Linked DNA regions of Mus musculus: regions 2, 3 and 4 are each linked to region 1. Evidence: chromatin contacts called from public HiChIP or PLAC-seq and promoter capture Hi-C data. All regions are on one chromosome and are shown on one strand. The core of a region is the stretch at or near the end of the contact, and the rest is flanking DNA. Distances in the headings are between cores, read along the strand shown.

Evidence for each region. Promoter capture Hi-C pulls out the DNA fragments that hold promoters and counts their contacts. HiChIP or PLAC-seq counts read pairs in DNA pulled down with a chosen protein or histone mark.
Region 2: a promoter capture Hi-C map of hippocampal neurons shows a contact between it and region 1, with 4 times the contacts expected there. The contact joins the promoter of Tsnax here to the promoter of Map3k21 in region 1. A contact is called at or near these places in 3 of 39 promoter capture datasets (hippocampal neurons, liver and pre-B cells) and 1 of 115 datasets of contacts at active chromatin or transcription factors (astrocytes).
Region 3: a promoter capture Hi-C map of embryonic stem cells shows a contact between it and region 1, with 2.8 times the contacts expected there. The contact joins the promoter of Tarbp1 here to the promoter of Map3k21 in region 1. A contact is called at or near these places in 1 of 39 promoter capture datasets (embryonic stem cells), 1 of 484 Hi-C or Micro-C datasets (embryonic stem cells) and 5 of 115 datasets of contacts at active chromatin or transcription factors (embryonic forebrain, embryonic stem cells, forebrain and 2 more).
Region 4: an H3K4me3 HiChIP or PLAC-seq map of forebrain shows a contact between it and region 1, with 4 times the contacts expected there. The contact joins the promoter of Coa6 here to the promoter of Map3k21 in region 1. A contact is called at or near these places in 2 of 39 promoter capture datasets (hippocampal neurons and liver), 1 of 115 datasets of contacts at active chromatin or transcription factors (forebrain) and 1 of 9 other capture datasets (embryonic stem cells).

The regions. Positions count from the first base shown.
Region 1 is chr8:125,908,997-125,912,281 of GRCm38.p6, forward strand. It overlaps Map3k21 (mitogen-activated protein kinase kinase kinase 21), which reads left to right and starts at 1,454. Exons shown (of 10, transcript NM_145608.2): 1 at 1,454-2,437. The coding sequence starts at 1,681.
Region 2 is chr8:125,011,344-125,014,628 of GRCm38.p6, forward strand. Tsnax (translin-associated factor X) reads left to right here and starts at 1,698. Exons shown (of 6, transcript NM_016909.3): 1 at 1,698-1,869; 2 at 2,167-2,271. The coding sequence starts at 1,854.
Region 3 is chr8:126,473,409-126,476,693 of GRCm38.p6, forward strand. Tarbp1 (TAR RNA binding protein 1) reads right to left here and starts at 1,657. Exons shown (of 30, transcript NM_001159907.1): 1 at 847-1,657. The coding sequence starts at 1,657. It also overlaps the pseudogene Gm6091.
Region 4 is chr8:126,421,023-126,424,307 of GRCm38.p6, forward strand. Coa6 (cytochrome c oxidase assembly factor 6) reads left to right here and starts at 1,479. Exons shown (of 2, transcript NM_174987.4): 1 at 1,479-1,808. The coding sequence starts at 1,665. It overlaps Gm51604 (a long non-coding RNA gene), which reads right to left and starts at 1,348. Exons shown (of 2, transcript XR_003947620.1): 1 at 1,247-1,348.

The DNA of each region.
Region 1 (3,285 bases), core at 204-2,703:
AAAGTATGTACAAGGTCAGCATAGGCAGCCGGACAAAACTCTGCCTCAAAATAAAAAGTATTAATATTGGTGTGAATTATTATTCAACAAACACCCTCCAGGCTCTTCTCAGCTACCACGCGAGGTTACCGTTTTACAGATGAGCAAATTTAGACACTGCGAACAAACAAAACGGCAAAGAGCCGAAGCAAAACAAAACCTCCTTATGTGCTCTCGTGTTAGGAGCATCCTACACCGGCCAGGACGCTCAGGCTTAGCACACGTTGTGTTCTGGTGTCGTGAACCAATTTTGCAACTGTATTCTCTACTTTTTAAAGCTTCATCAGTTGTGTCACCCTGGCAACCTGTAGCTCATAGGTGCCTCCAAGGTAGTCTACATCGGAGTCTGAGGGTACACAGGGTTAGACGGGACCTGGGGATTCCTGACATCGGAGCACTGTAGGCACAGGAACGCGCCAGCTTTCGGGGTTATGAGACTGTGGTTCCCTATGTCTGTAACCTGGAGACTTTCCATGCCTGCAGTCCGGTGAGATCAAGCACACTAGACCTCTGTCTGGAACCGCGCTCCAGGATCCGAACGTCTATCTGTTGCTGGGATGGTCTGTCACTTTACATCTAGAGCTCCAGGGTCCTCTTCTCTCCATCTCCTCTCTCTTTTCACTGAGGAGTCCAACCATCTTCGAGCACCATGATCTCTCTCTTTAACTTTCTGGAAAACTTTAAGTGGCCCCAGGCTTACTCCGCCATCGAGGCCAAGAGGGCGCCTGAGGTGTAGTGGAGACGCCAGAGGGCGGGCTCAGAATAGGTCACGCGTGGAGGTGAAAAGGCTGACAGTCTGGGGGCGGGGTCAGAATGGACCTAGAAAGCGGAGGCGGTCCCCGAAGGGCGGTCGAGGGGACCCGGCTGTTTAGAGGATCGTCAGTAAGGGACCTTGAGTAATGGATTTGGAACGGGTGGGACAGATCCAGGAGATCAAAAGAAGGTGGTCCTTATGAACTCAGAGCAGAGAGTGGGCCTAAGAAGACTGCCCCAGCGCGAAGTAAATGGACCTAGAGGTGTGGATCCAGGAGCACCAATGAACTTAGAGAATGAACTTGGGAAAGGGCGGGCACCAGGGGTGGAACCAGGAAGACTTGGAGGGAGGACGAATCTCGGCAAAGCAAAATTACAGGGGCAGAAACGCCAACCTGGCGGAATGGGTTTGCTGGGGGCGTGTCGGGCACAGGAGACTCAGGTTCAGGTTAGACTCAGAGAGAGTTCTAGGGGTTAAAGAACCTGGAGGGCGGGACTGGCACTAGGGAGGGACTAATGGAGGGTGGAACCCAGGGGTAACGAACCCGGCGGGGCCAGAGCTAGTGCCAAGGGGAAAGGACCTGGAGGGTGGAGTGGCCAAGGAGGAGGGGCTGAGGGTGGGGGCGACTTCTGGGGAGCGCGCGTAAGTCTAAGCAGGTCCAGCACCGCCACCGGTTGTCCGCGCTAGCGGCTGCGGGGAAGAACTAGCCAAACTGGAGGCAGAGCAGAGGTCAGAGCCCCCGGGCAGTGGTCGTAACCTCTGTAGTCCTGCTCCAGCCCTGCACCCTTCCCTGTTAGCTCGGACCGATGATACGCGTCGCTGGAGACCCGGAAAGCTGAGGTTGTGGCTGTCGCACTTGGTCCACTAGCGACCTCTCAATCGCCCCTATGGCTCTACCTGTAGCCGAGGGCACGGCTGACACGCCGCTGTCCCCGGCCCGGGACGACTCGGGGAGTACCTCCTCCGGGATGTGGGCCGCGCTTTATGATTACGAAGCGCGCGGTGAGGACGAGCTGAGCCTGAGGCGCGGTCAGCTGGTCGAGGTACTGTCGCAGGACGCCGCGGTGTCAGGAGACGAGGGCTGGTGGGCCGGCCAAGTGCAGCGGCGCCTGGGCATCTTTCCGGCCAGCTACGTGGCGCCCTGTGGCCCGGTGCCGCCGCCGGCGCCGCCCCCGCCGAGACCCTGCTCGCCTGTGCACGTAGACTTCGAGCGCCTGGAGCTCAAGGAGCTGATCGGCGCCGGCGGCTTCGGTCAGGTGTACCGCGCCACCTGGCAGGGCCAGGAGGTGGCGGTGAAGGCGGCGCGCCGGGACCCGGAGCAGGACGCGGCGGCGGCGGCCGAGAGCGTACGGCGCGAGGCGCGGCTCTTCGCTATGCTGCGGCACCCCAACATCATCCAGCTGCGGGGTGTGTGCCTGCGGCAGCCGCACCTCTGCCTGGTGCTGGAGTTCGCGCGTGGCGGCGCGCTCAACCGCGCGCTGGCGGCGGCAGCATCGGATCCGCGAGCGCCCGGCCCCCGCCGCGCGCGCCGCATCCCCCCACAGGTTCTGGTCAACTGGGCGGTGCAGATCGCCCGCGGCATGCTGTACCTGCACGAGGAGGCGGTGGTGCCCATCCTGCACCGTGACCTCAAGTCCAGCAACAGTAAGTGAGGCTAGCCCCAAGGGAATTAGGTTCCAGGAGCCAAGAGAGGGGTCTGGCTCTGACACAGAGTGGGAAGACAGGCTCTGGTTAACTTGCTTTAGGGAAGTTCGTACTTACCCTGGCGTTATTACCTGTGAGCACCCCTTTAAAAGACAGGGTCAGGAGCTTGTAGATAAATTTTTTTTTACTCTCCGGACCTATCGGACACTACACATATAATCTGTGTAGGTCTCCCAATACGCTTGCACGGGACTTTACCAGCCCTGGCCTTAAACAGAGCATGTTTAGCCTGGTGGCCACATTACCTGCACTCCGTCAGTCATTTCCTTCCACTTTACAAGTGTCTTATTAAAGTTTCTAATTCTTTTCTCCTGGTACGCTCTGCAAAAGCTGGGCTTCACGCATTCCAAGCAGGCATTCTGCCGCTGAGCTCTACCCCACCACCCACCCCAAACCATGTTCACTGTGAACATGGCTTCTTGCCCTTGGTCTTTCCTTACGGGTCAGAAGTCTCTGTCTCTGAAACATGACTGTACTGTTAGGAGAAATCTTTTCTGCACATTGGAAAGCACCCATTTGGGCCGAGAACAAGTGCACGGATCCTGTACGGTACTGGAAATATCAGGTTGTGTCAGTCGCCTGATCTGGAAGTCAGAGTGGACTTTCCAGGCATTAGCAGGGAGCTCCCATGCAATCTAAACACAAACCATCAGCATGAACGTCTAAGAGAGCTGGAGTCCAGGATTGCTGTTTGCAGTTGCTCTCCACTACTGGAGAGCCTTCCCCTCCCCAGAGTGAAATGGAATCTCTTGCAAGTCTAAAGGATTCAGCCAAAGCTGGTGCTGACC
Region 2 (3,285 bases), core at 448-2,947, 900 kb before region 1:
GCTGTTCTTGAATCCCGGGGGACATTAGAGTAAGACATTGATATCCTAGGAGGTTTTTTTTTTTTTTTTTTTTTTTTAAAGCATGGTCAGGTCATATTTTGGTTGTTGTTTTTGCTCATGCATGTGTCTCATGCATGCATGTATTGAGTGTGTGTGTGTGAGAGAGAGAGAGAGAGAGAGAGAGAGAGAGTAATAGCAGATATCGTTCCCCAGGTGTTCTTCACCTCTCAGTTTTTAGAGACAGGGTCTCTCACTGGCTCAGAACCTCTAACCTGCTAGCCAGCAAGCCCCAAAGATCTGTATCTCTCCATCTCCTCAGTGATGTTCTATATGGGTTCTCGGTGATACTTGGGTCCTGTATGCCTGCAGGGCAAGTACTTCACCTACTGAGCAATCCCTGTAGCCCCACATCGTCAAAAATAGTGGAATACTGGTTTTGTGTGTCAACTTGACACAAGCTGGAGTTATCACAGAGAAAGGAGCCTCCCTTGAGGAAATGCCTCCATGAGATCCAGCTGTAAGACATTTTCTCAACTAGTGATCAAGGGGGGAGGGCCCAGCCCATTGTGGGTGGTGCCATCCCTGGGCTAGTGGTCCTGGGTTCTATAAGAAAGCAGGCTTAGCAAGTCAGAGGAAGCAAGCCAGTAAGAAACACCCCTCCATGGCCTCTACATCAGCTCCTGCCTCCAAGTTCCTTCCTGTGTGAGTCCCTGTCCTGATTTCCTTTGGCATGAATAACGATGTGGAAGTATAAGCTGAATAAACCCTTTCCTCCCCAACTTATTGGTCATGTTTTGTGCAGGAATACAAACGCTAAGACAACTGGTGAATGTGGGCTCAGAAGTCACAGAAATTCAAGATGGTTATGTGTCCAACATTCATCCATTGTTGTTCCCCCACAGCCTTTTCATGCAGGACTCTGCCCAAACCATCTAGCTTTTTGCTGATTCAATGGTGACAGCTTATGGCCTGATTTTTGAGCTGGGAGACCCTCCTGTGATGCTGTTGTGGCCTTGACTTCACTGGCTAATTCTACGTATATCATTTCCATAAGTGTGTCTGTTCCTAAGTTAACAAGAACAGACTGTGTGACTAAAATGTCTGTAACATGCACATGGCTGAACTTGACTCAAGATGTTGGGCTTTGTTCAATAAGTAATCTTAATTGAGCATGGTCTCTAATGGGCTGCTGGAAGCCTCAAAGGAATGGTACTAGCTAGGTGAGGTAGCATGTGCTCAAACAACAGCCTTAGGGCTTGACAATGTGACCAAACTTTCCATCTATTCCAAAGCTGCTTCTCTTCGAAGACCTTGCGACACTTCCAGGTGCCACGCACCCAGCACATGCCAAGGGCATGCATGGACGCAGGAGGCTGCTCAGAGAGGCGAGGGGACAGGAGGCCGCTGCCCGCGACAGGACTACACAGCTCAGGTAGGCACTCAACGGCTTGCACCACAACCTGGCACACCGGAAGCATGCGCGACTGAGAGAGAGCGCCGGGTAGGCACTTGGACGTGGGAGAAGCCGGGACACAGACCGGAAGTATGTGCAGCACAGGGAGCGCGCCGGGAGCCCGGCCGGAAACGTGCGCTGCTGCAGGAGCGCGCCCGCCCGCATGCCCGCCCAGGCGGTGTGGGACACGGGCCGGAAGTGTGTGCGGCCGAGGGGACTCCGCGGCGGACGCAGCTCCCGGCTGAGGCTGCGTGAAGGATCCGCTTCCGGCGGCCGCCTACTGCGACCAGGGTGGTGTGCGCTGTCACCCACGGGCTCAGCGCGGCGTCCCGCGACGGCCTTTCGCTGAGCTGGCCCGGCGGCTGCGATCCCTGCGCGTGCAAGCCGAGGCCCCGCGGCCATGAACGGCAAAGAAGGTGCGGGGCCGGCGCGTGGAGGGGAGGGGCTGGCAGGGCCTGGCCCCTGTGCTCGGCTGTCACCGTGCCATCCATCGCACGCCCCCAGGGGACCCTGCGGACCGACCCAGAGCGCAGCCGGGTGCCTGGGGTCTCAAGCCGCGTTTTGTGCGACCCCTGCACCAGTGCACGAGTTTGGGGACCTGTGTGTGGCTGGAGAGGTCGAGCCCTGTGGGTACCGGGGGACGAAGGGGATAGCCTGGGCTGTGCTAGCGCGGCATCGCAAGGGCTCCATCCATCTCTTCTTTTCTGCCTAAGGACCAGGAGGGTTCAGGAAGAGGAAGCATGACACCTTCCCACATAACCAAAGGAGAGAGGGGAAGGATGCCAGTTTGTCTTCGCCGGTGATGCTGGCCTTCAAATGTAAGTTTCCATTAGGAGAATTAGAACCATAACCGTAACAATCGTGTCGCCGTAGTGTTCGGGTGTGGGGTCGGTTAGGGAGCCTTTAGTCCATGCCGATGTAAGGCTTAGTTTTCCTGAATGTTTCGTGTTGGTGCTAGGTCTGCCCAGAAAAAAAAAAAATCTGTATTCTAAACATTCCGATATCAGGATAACTTGACCAAGTTAATAGAACAAGAATACCAGTGTACATGTATGTACGAGATTCACTAATAGTTCCTGTTCTATGCAGAGTGCTACCTCAAAATAAGTCTTGCCAGTCTAGTAACCAATCTAACACACTCTAAATATAAATATATGTGCTAGTAAATGGTAAGTGTGAAGATGATGTTACATACAGAACAGTTGGTAAGAATGTGGCAGATATTTCCATATTATTTAACATTTAATGCTTTTTATGTGGGACTTTTTACTGTTTACTAATGTTAATATAGGCCACCATAGTCAAGGGCTTTGGGATATAGATGTTTGCCACTTTGCATTTGCTAAAAGTAACGCAAAGTAAAAACTGCTTCATATTTAGGAAGAAAGAATTAGGTTGCACCTTGTAAAGAGAAGGGTCCCAGCTAATGTGTGGACAGTTTTGTTTTTGTTTTTGTGTTTTTTTCTTTTTTGTTTTTGTTTTTTTTTTCGAGACAAGGTTTCTCTGTGTAGCCCTGGCTGTCCTAGAACTCACTCTGTAGACCAGGCTGACCTCGAACTCAGAAATCCACCTGCCTCTGCCTCCCAAGTGTTGGGATTAAAGACGTGCGCCACTCCCCCCCCTCCCTCTTCCCGGCTAATGTGGACAGTTTTAAAAGAACATAGCACCTACAGTGGTCTTCATGAGTGTGAGGAAACCAGGTAAAATTGACATGGCTGAATACTGAATGAAGCAAGCTGGTCGTTTCCCACATATTTGCTGTTTTCCTGTTTCTTTCTCTCATAGGTGGATAGTTCTTTGAGCTTGGATTTGTTTCTGACTTAGTGCTTTCA
Region 3 (3,285 bases), core at 407-2,906, 560 kb after region 1:
CTGCAGAGACAGGAAAGATGGATCACCCACAAAACCACAAATGTGCAGAGACCATGAGGAAACACAATTCCAAACTTCAGAAAGAAAGCGTCTGAATCCTGAGTTCCAGATTCAGAGAGAGCAAGCGAGAGAGACCCTGGCCCAAAAATAAAATGGAGAATAATCAAGGACAACACCTGTTGACTTTAGGCCTGGGCGCAAGCACACACGATGACTTAAGGGTTATGTTTAGAAAGCACTAACTAACCCTGCTCCTAATATTCCTAAAGGGAATGTCAAGGGATTAATATTTGATTCCGTACCTCGAGTTTCAAACATTAACTTGGGTTACACAGCACCCTTCTTTCAGTTTGATACGGATGTCAACTTTTTTTCTATCAGGATGTAAAGGCGTGGAGCAGGCTTGGTTTTACACAGAGCATGCTACCGCGTGTGCGATATCTTAACCTTCACTGGGTCCACTTTTCCCAAAGTGCAGGAGGAGGCCGGTGTAGGGTACCACATGCAAGTGTCAAATCCGCTCAGGATGAGGTGGACGCCCCTTGAAGGCTGGTTTGAGGTAGCAGAGTGTGGCTGGGGCAAAGAGATAAGTAGGTGCCAGTCTGGAGAGATGGTTCAGGGGTTAAGAGCACTTGATGTTCTTCTAGAGGACTGGAGTTTGACTCCCAACACACACATCAGGTAGTTCACAATTGCCTTTAACTCCAGCTCAAGGGGATTTGATGCCCTCCCAAGCATACGCACGTGATGCACATAAACTTACACAGGCACGCGCGCGCGCGCGCACACACACACACACACACACACACACACACAATTTTGTTTTTTAGAGAGACAAGTGGGTACCTTTTGTGTCCTGGGGGCTGCAGGAGCAGTCCACCGCCAGCTCTGCAGACACCTGTACAGCCCTCTGCAGCAGGTAGCGCGCGCGCTTTCGCGTGAGCCCGTCCTGCGCGCGGCCCAGCCCCGCCTGGACGGTTCTCCAGAAGCGGCCGCAGAGACGGGCGTCGAGATCCCCGTGGCGCTCATGGTTGGTCAGCAGCTTCTCGGCCAGTGCGCTCAGCACCAGCAGTTCTGGCCCAGTGCTGCCCTCAGCTCCCGGTCCCGCGGAGCTCAGCGCGTCCCACGCCGCACGCAGAGCCGGTTCTGCGCTCTGTGCCAGCGCGGGCAGCAGGCGCGCTCCCACGGCCGGCGGCGCGTCCCCGGCCAGCGCCAGCTCCACAGACGCGCGCCCCAGGCGACGCAGCAGCGGGGCATCCTCCGGCGCGCGTAAACACGGCGCCACGGCGGCCAGCAGCTCCACGGCTGGCGCGCTCGGCAGCTCGCGCAGCGCTTCTTCGGCCAGAGTGACTGCCAGCTCCGGTCCTGCCAGGCGCGCGCACGAGCGCAGCGCCGCACTCGCCGCTCGGAGCACGCGGGGCCTCGCAGGCCCTCCGCCCTGGGACGCGTGCAGTAAGGGCACCAGGTGGTCCCTGGCCACCTCGTGTGCCGCCTTGGCCAGCGCGCCGGCGCCCGCGCCGCGCTCCTCCAGCCGCTGCAGCACCAGGCGCAGGGTCTCCGCCCGCTCCGCACTCGCCTCCCCGCCGCACAGCGCGCCCAGCAACTCGCCGGGCTCCCGACTCTGCGTTAGAAGCGCGTCCGCCAACACCCGCTCCATTTCGCGGGGAGTAGACCTGTGCGCGTGCGCCGGCCACCCTAAGCGCGAGTGCGCGTGCGCGGCGAGAGGTTCCCACCCACACATACCCTGCCCGGCATAGGACCGCATAAGGTTCCTTCAACTTTGTTGGGAGTGTGATGCCTCCTGCCACTCACAGTTTTTAGTAAAAAGAGTTGCTGCAGACATAGTATTACACCAGTTCCGAAGTTCCCGATTGGAAATAGGCCTAGGGCCTAAATTTTCTAGCTGGCCCTAAATTCACATAGATATCCTGCAATCCCCCCAGATGGCTGCTTTTTAAAAGGGTGCATGTTAAGAGTTACCACAAAGTCTCTAAAACAATGGATCACAAATGAAATCTGGATTTATGTTTTGAAAATAAGTTATGAGAGCTGAGAAGATTGGTCAGTAGGAAAAGGGCATGTTATGAAAGCATGAACATCTGAGTTAGGATCCCATGGAGAGGTAACTACCATCCTGCGTGGTGGAGACACATCTCCCCGCCGCCCCCCCCCTCCCCGACTCCCCCGAGTCGCTGATGAGCCAGTATGGCTGAGATCAGTTCCAGGTCCAGTGAGAGAGCCTGACTCTTTTTTTTTTTTCATTAGTAGTAAACTTTAATATTGTTCACTTTGCACAAGAAAAGTGGCTCACTAAGAGCTGGGGTTCTGAGGAGAGAATGTTTAGGCATAAATGGGGGAGCTGTGAGAGGCCTGGAGCCTTGGTGAGGGTGGGGCTCTGAGACTGAAACCCAGCCACCAACAAGGAAGAAACTAGCCCCACCAGTGTCACAATGGTGGACAGCTCTGTCCTCACCTTTGGCTGAACGCGGGACCCCTAGCCACCAGGCAGGGTCTGGGCTCCAGCCTGCATTGAGGCATCTTGGCAATCAAGAAGGGAACTGAAAACGGCTTCAGCGAGTGGACGATGGATGAGCCCGTTCAAGGCACAGTGTCCATTAGGAATGATAGGCCCGCGCTCCCCCTGCTCTCTGAGAGTCCAACCTGGGTAGGAGCTGGCAGGCCCCAGGTCCCCTCAGTTGGCAGAGTTGTATTGTAGGACTTGCTGAGAGGCAAAGAGCTTCTTGACAGCCAAGGCCTCTCCCGGCTGCCCCAGCACCAGACAGTTCTCTTTGTTGTCTGACCCAGCAGCCTGGGCTGAAGACTTCTTAAAGTAGCACAGGCGGCACACGGAGTGATACTTGTCGGCTCCGCCAATCACCTCCACCTCTTTCTCCAGACCCAGCCTCTTCGTGTAGGCAGCTTCTCGGAAGCACTCCATGCACACAGCGGTGAGCTTCACCACACTCTCCGCCAGGGGCACCAGGTTCAAGATGCTGCCGAAAGCCTTCCTCTGGAAGGTCCCATCCAGTGCTGCCACAATTACTGTCTTGCCCTCGTTGGCCATCATTTCACAGAAATCCACAATGTCAGGAAAAAACTGCCCCTCATCGATGCCAATGACGGCCACACTCAAGGACTCCTGGGTCACATCGCGGAGCATGCAGGCTGGCAATGCGTCAATGGTGTTCCGATCATGTGTGGAGAAGCTGTTGCTATAGCGCGTGTCTTTGGCATACTTGATGACCAGGCACTTGTACTGGGCGATCTGGAAGCGCCGGACTCTTC
Region 4 (3,285 bases), core at 229-2,728, 510 kb after region 1:
CATAGATTGCTGTGCTAACCAATGAGGACGTCAGTATTTGCATATACTGCTGTGGTAACCAATGAGGATTCAGTATCTGCATAGACTGCTCATTTTCTCAGCAGTGTTGCATCTGTCTTGTGCACCTTTAGAGAAGGAAAGGGTTTCTATGTCTTACGGTTTGTAGGTATAGTGAATGCCTGCACTGCAACTTGTCTTTTCTGTCCATTTCATGATGCTGTTTGGGTTTGTGTAGATGAGTGGGGCTAAAAAAAAACCTTTTCAAGGCTGCATGCATGTAGTACCCCCATGCATACAAAATAATAAATTTTTAAAAATTAATTTTCAACCCCTAAATCATATTTTCTCATACAGGTCCACCAGAGTTTTGAATAGGACTTTTTTTTTTTTTTAATATATTGGCAAGACACTGGGGAACATACAATGCATAATGTCTAACACCTTCAACAAAGTCTTGGATGGCTCCCATAATCATGTACATTAATCCTTCTACAGCAAACCCTCTTAGTTAAGTGAGACATATAAAGCATTATCACACCATTTTATCCCTCTCCCTCCTCTTCCTCTCTCTTATAAATCAATGAGTTCCAAGGAGTTTGTTATTTCAGAGTTGGGGAGGTTCTGTAACTAGTACAAGTTAACAGTAGCAAGAATACAGGTAGAATTTAATTAGTAAAAGTCGAGAGGAACCTCCTGGAGGAACTATCTGGAATTTGTCTGTAGAAGGATTTTCAGTGCAAATTTAAATTTCTACTAGCACCATCTCTCTAGAAACTGTACACTTTGCTAAACTTCATTTGTTTATAAGAGCCTCACTTTCTTGTCATCTACAGAGCTAAACTTCACTACTGAAATTGCTACTGTTATTTCAGTTTCCAATGAATTCTTGATTATGACGGTCGGGAAGAGATATACAGACAGCTGTGGCTGGCTGCGAACATCACTGCTTTTATTTCCCATTTCATTCATGTCTGCTCTTGATGTACCATTATGCACAGTCATAATTGCAGCCATATCGATAAAATGAGATAAATATACGAGACAGGGTTTCTCTGTGTAGCCCTGGCTGTCCTGGAACTCACTTTGTAGACCAGGCTGGCCTCGAACTCAGAAATCTGCCTGCCTCTGCCCCGCAAGTGCTGGGATTAAAGGCGTGTGCCACCACGCCCGGATACCTTTTTATAACCTGACATTGATAAAAGGCACAGGGAACCTCTAGCATGGCCAACCTCAGCTTCACCCTCACCCAGAGTCGGCGCTCTCCGGCGAGCTATCCCCTTCTCACCACACTCTGAGAACGGAGCTTGGTGCCGGCTCGGCCGCCTCCGCCAATTCCGGGTCCCTCTTCAGCCAATCAGGGCAGCCGCAGCTACAGAGGGCGGTACCAATCAGATATTAGTTTCCGCCCATAGGCCACGCCCCTGGTGCCGGAAATTATCCGCCGGAGAAACGGACTCGGCCGGAAGTCCCGCCCTTCTATTTGCAAACGGAGGCCGGGGCAGGTCAATCGGCGGCGGGTACTTTCGCAGTGAGTTTCCCTGTGCAGTCGGTGGACCTGCGGGGCGACACCGCCGTGCGGGAACCACAGTCCACACCGCTCTCCCACGTAGGCTGAGCCCCGGTCGCATGTTGCGTGGCTTCCCGCGTGACCACTGCAGGCAGGAATGGCAGCCCCTTCCATGAAGGAAAGGCAGGCATGCTGGGGTGCGCGCGACCTGTACTGGCGCTGCCTGGACGACAACGCGGAGGACGCGGCCCGGTGCCAGAAGCTGAGGAGCTCGTTCGAGGCCAGCTGCCCCCAGCAGTGGGTAAGTCCCGCGGGGTGCAACACATCCCTGCGCGCACCCTCACCTTAGGGTGGGTTTTGAGGAGCAAGGTCACGCGTTGGAAGTCACCAGTTAGTTGGTATTACTGGAGAAAATGACAGCGCTACCAGACTCTGGAGAAGGGACCTGGTGGTACAGCGCTGTGACTTCTGCAGGCGTCCATAGCCTTTCTCACAGCTCCTCCCCTAGAGCCTGGTCATATTAAGCAGTCTGGCTCACTCAGTATTAGTTCTTCCCTCTCTTCGCCTTGTCCCAGCCTCTGTCGACTCCTATAAAGACTGAGAGGTGTGTCCAAAGACACTCGTGCATGAGAGGGTGGGGAGGAGATGGAGGATCATGGGAATGTGTTCTGAGAGAGACACTTGGATTCATTCGCTGGGATTTTAAATTCAGCCTTGGGAGGTCTTGCATCCAGATTTATGCCGCGGGAGTCATGCATCAGAGGAGAAACATTTCTCCAGGATGAAGCAGCCTCTGTAGTGGAGGATTCGAACTAAGATCCTGAAGTGTACGTGTACTCTGCTCTACAGCGGTCCTATGAGAAAGATGTGGGCATGTGCTATGCAGGGACAAGAGAACCACAGCTCAGGGTGGCTGGTGCACCCACAGGTTCGGGAGGAGAAACACCCTAAGAGGTGCTGAGTTCTGGACAAGCTGTTGTCAACACCAAAATACTGCTCTCGCTTCAAGGGCTAGTCTGTTTTGTAGCCAAATATGAGTGACTGGCTCAGGAACAGAGTATGAGGTTTTCCCCAGATACCATTTGGCAGAAGTTTTATGCAGTCTTATGGAACAGAACAAACGGTGGAAACAAAAGGTAAGTTTGTTACAGCAAAGGAAGCCTTCTGGTTGGTGGAAGCCAGTGGTCTGTTAAAACATTACAGAAGGTTTCACCTGTCACCAGGGTGTTATGTCAGTCACAGAAGAGGGCAAGGGATTAAGAGAGCTTAAGAGTAGAGAGAGCTAAAGACAGACCTGGCAGCAATCAAACCTCTCCGTAGTCACTCCCGTTCTGATCAATCAGTCCTGTAGAAGGTATGGCTTGTCCCACCCCATTTAAGTTGGGATGGAATGCCTAAATTACCTTTAAATGTAATTGTCTCTTGGGGCATTGATCCTGACAGATGTTACAATAATTTGCCACAAAATGTGAGGGATATCATATGCTTTTTAATCTTATATCCTTTATGCAACACCCATTCTAGTGCAGTTAGTTCAAGATTGACAGACAGACTGAACAGATTTATGAATACCATGTCAAATACAACAGAGGGACAGAGGCCATCAAACCAAAGGGACTTAAGGGGAGGGATGAGGCTTCAGAGGAAGCAGTGTTGTGACAGGCTTAGTGGAGCTGTATACAAACAGTTCCTTACCCACTCTGAACTGGGGTCCTGTTTCCCATGAAGTTAAAGATTGAACATCGTGTTCAGAAACTGTTTGAAACCTACACCTGGGT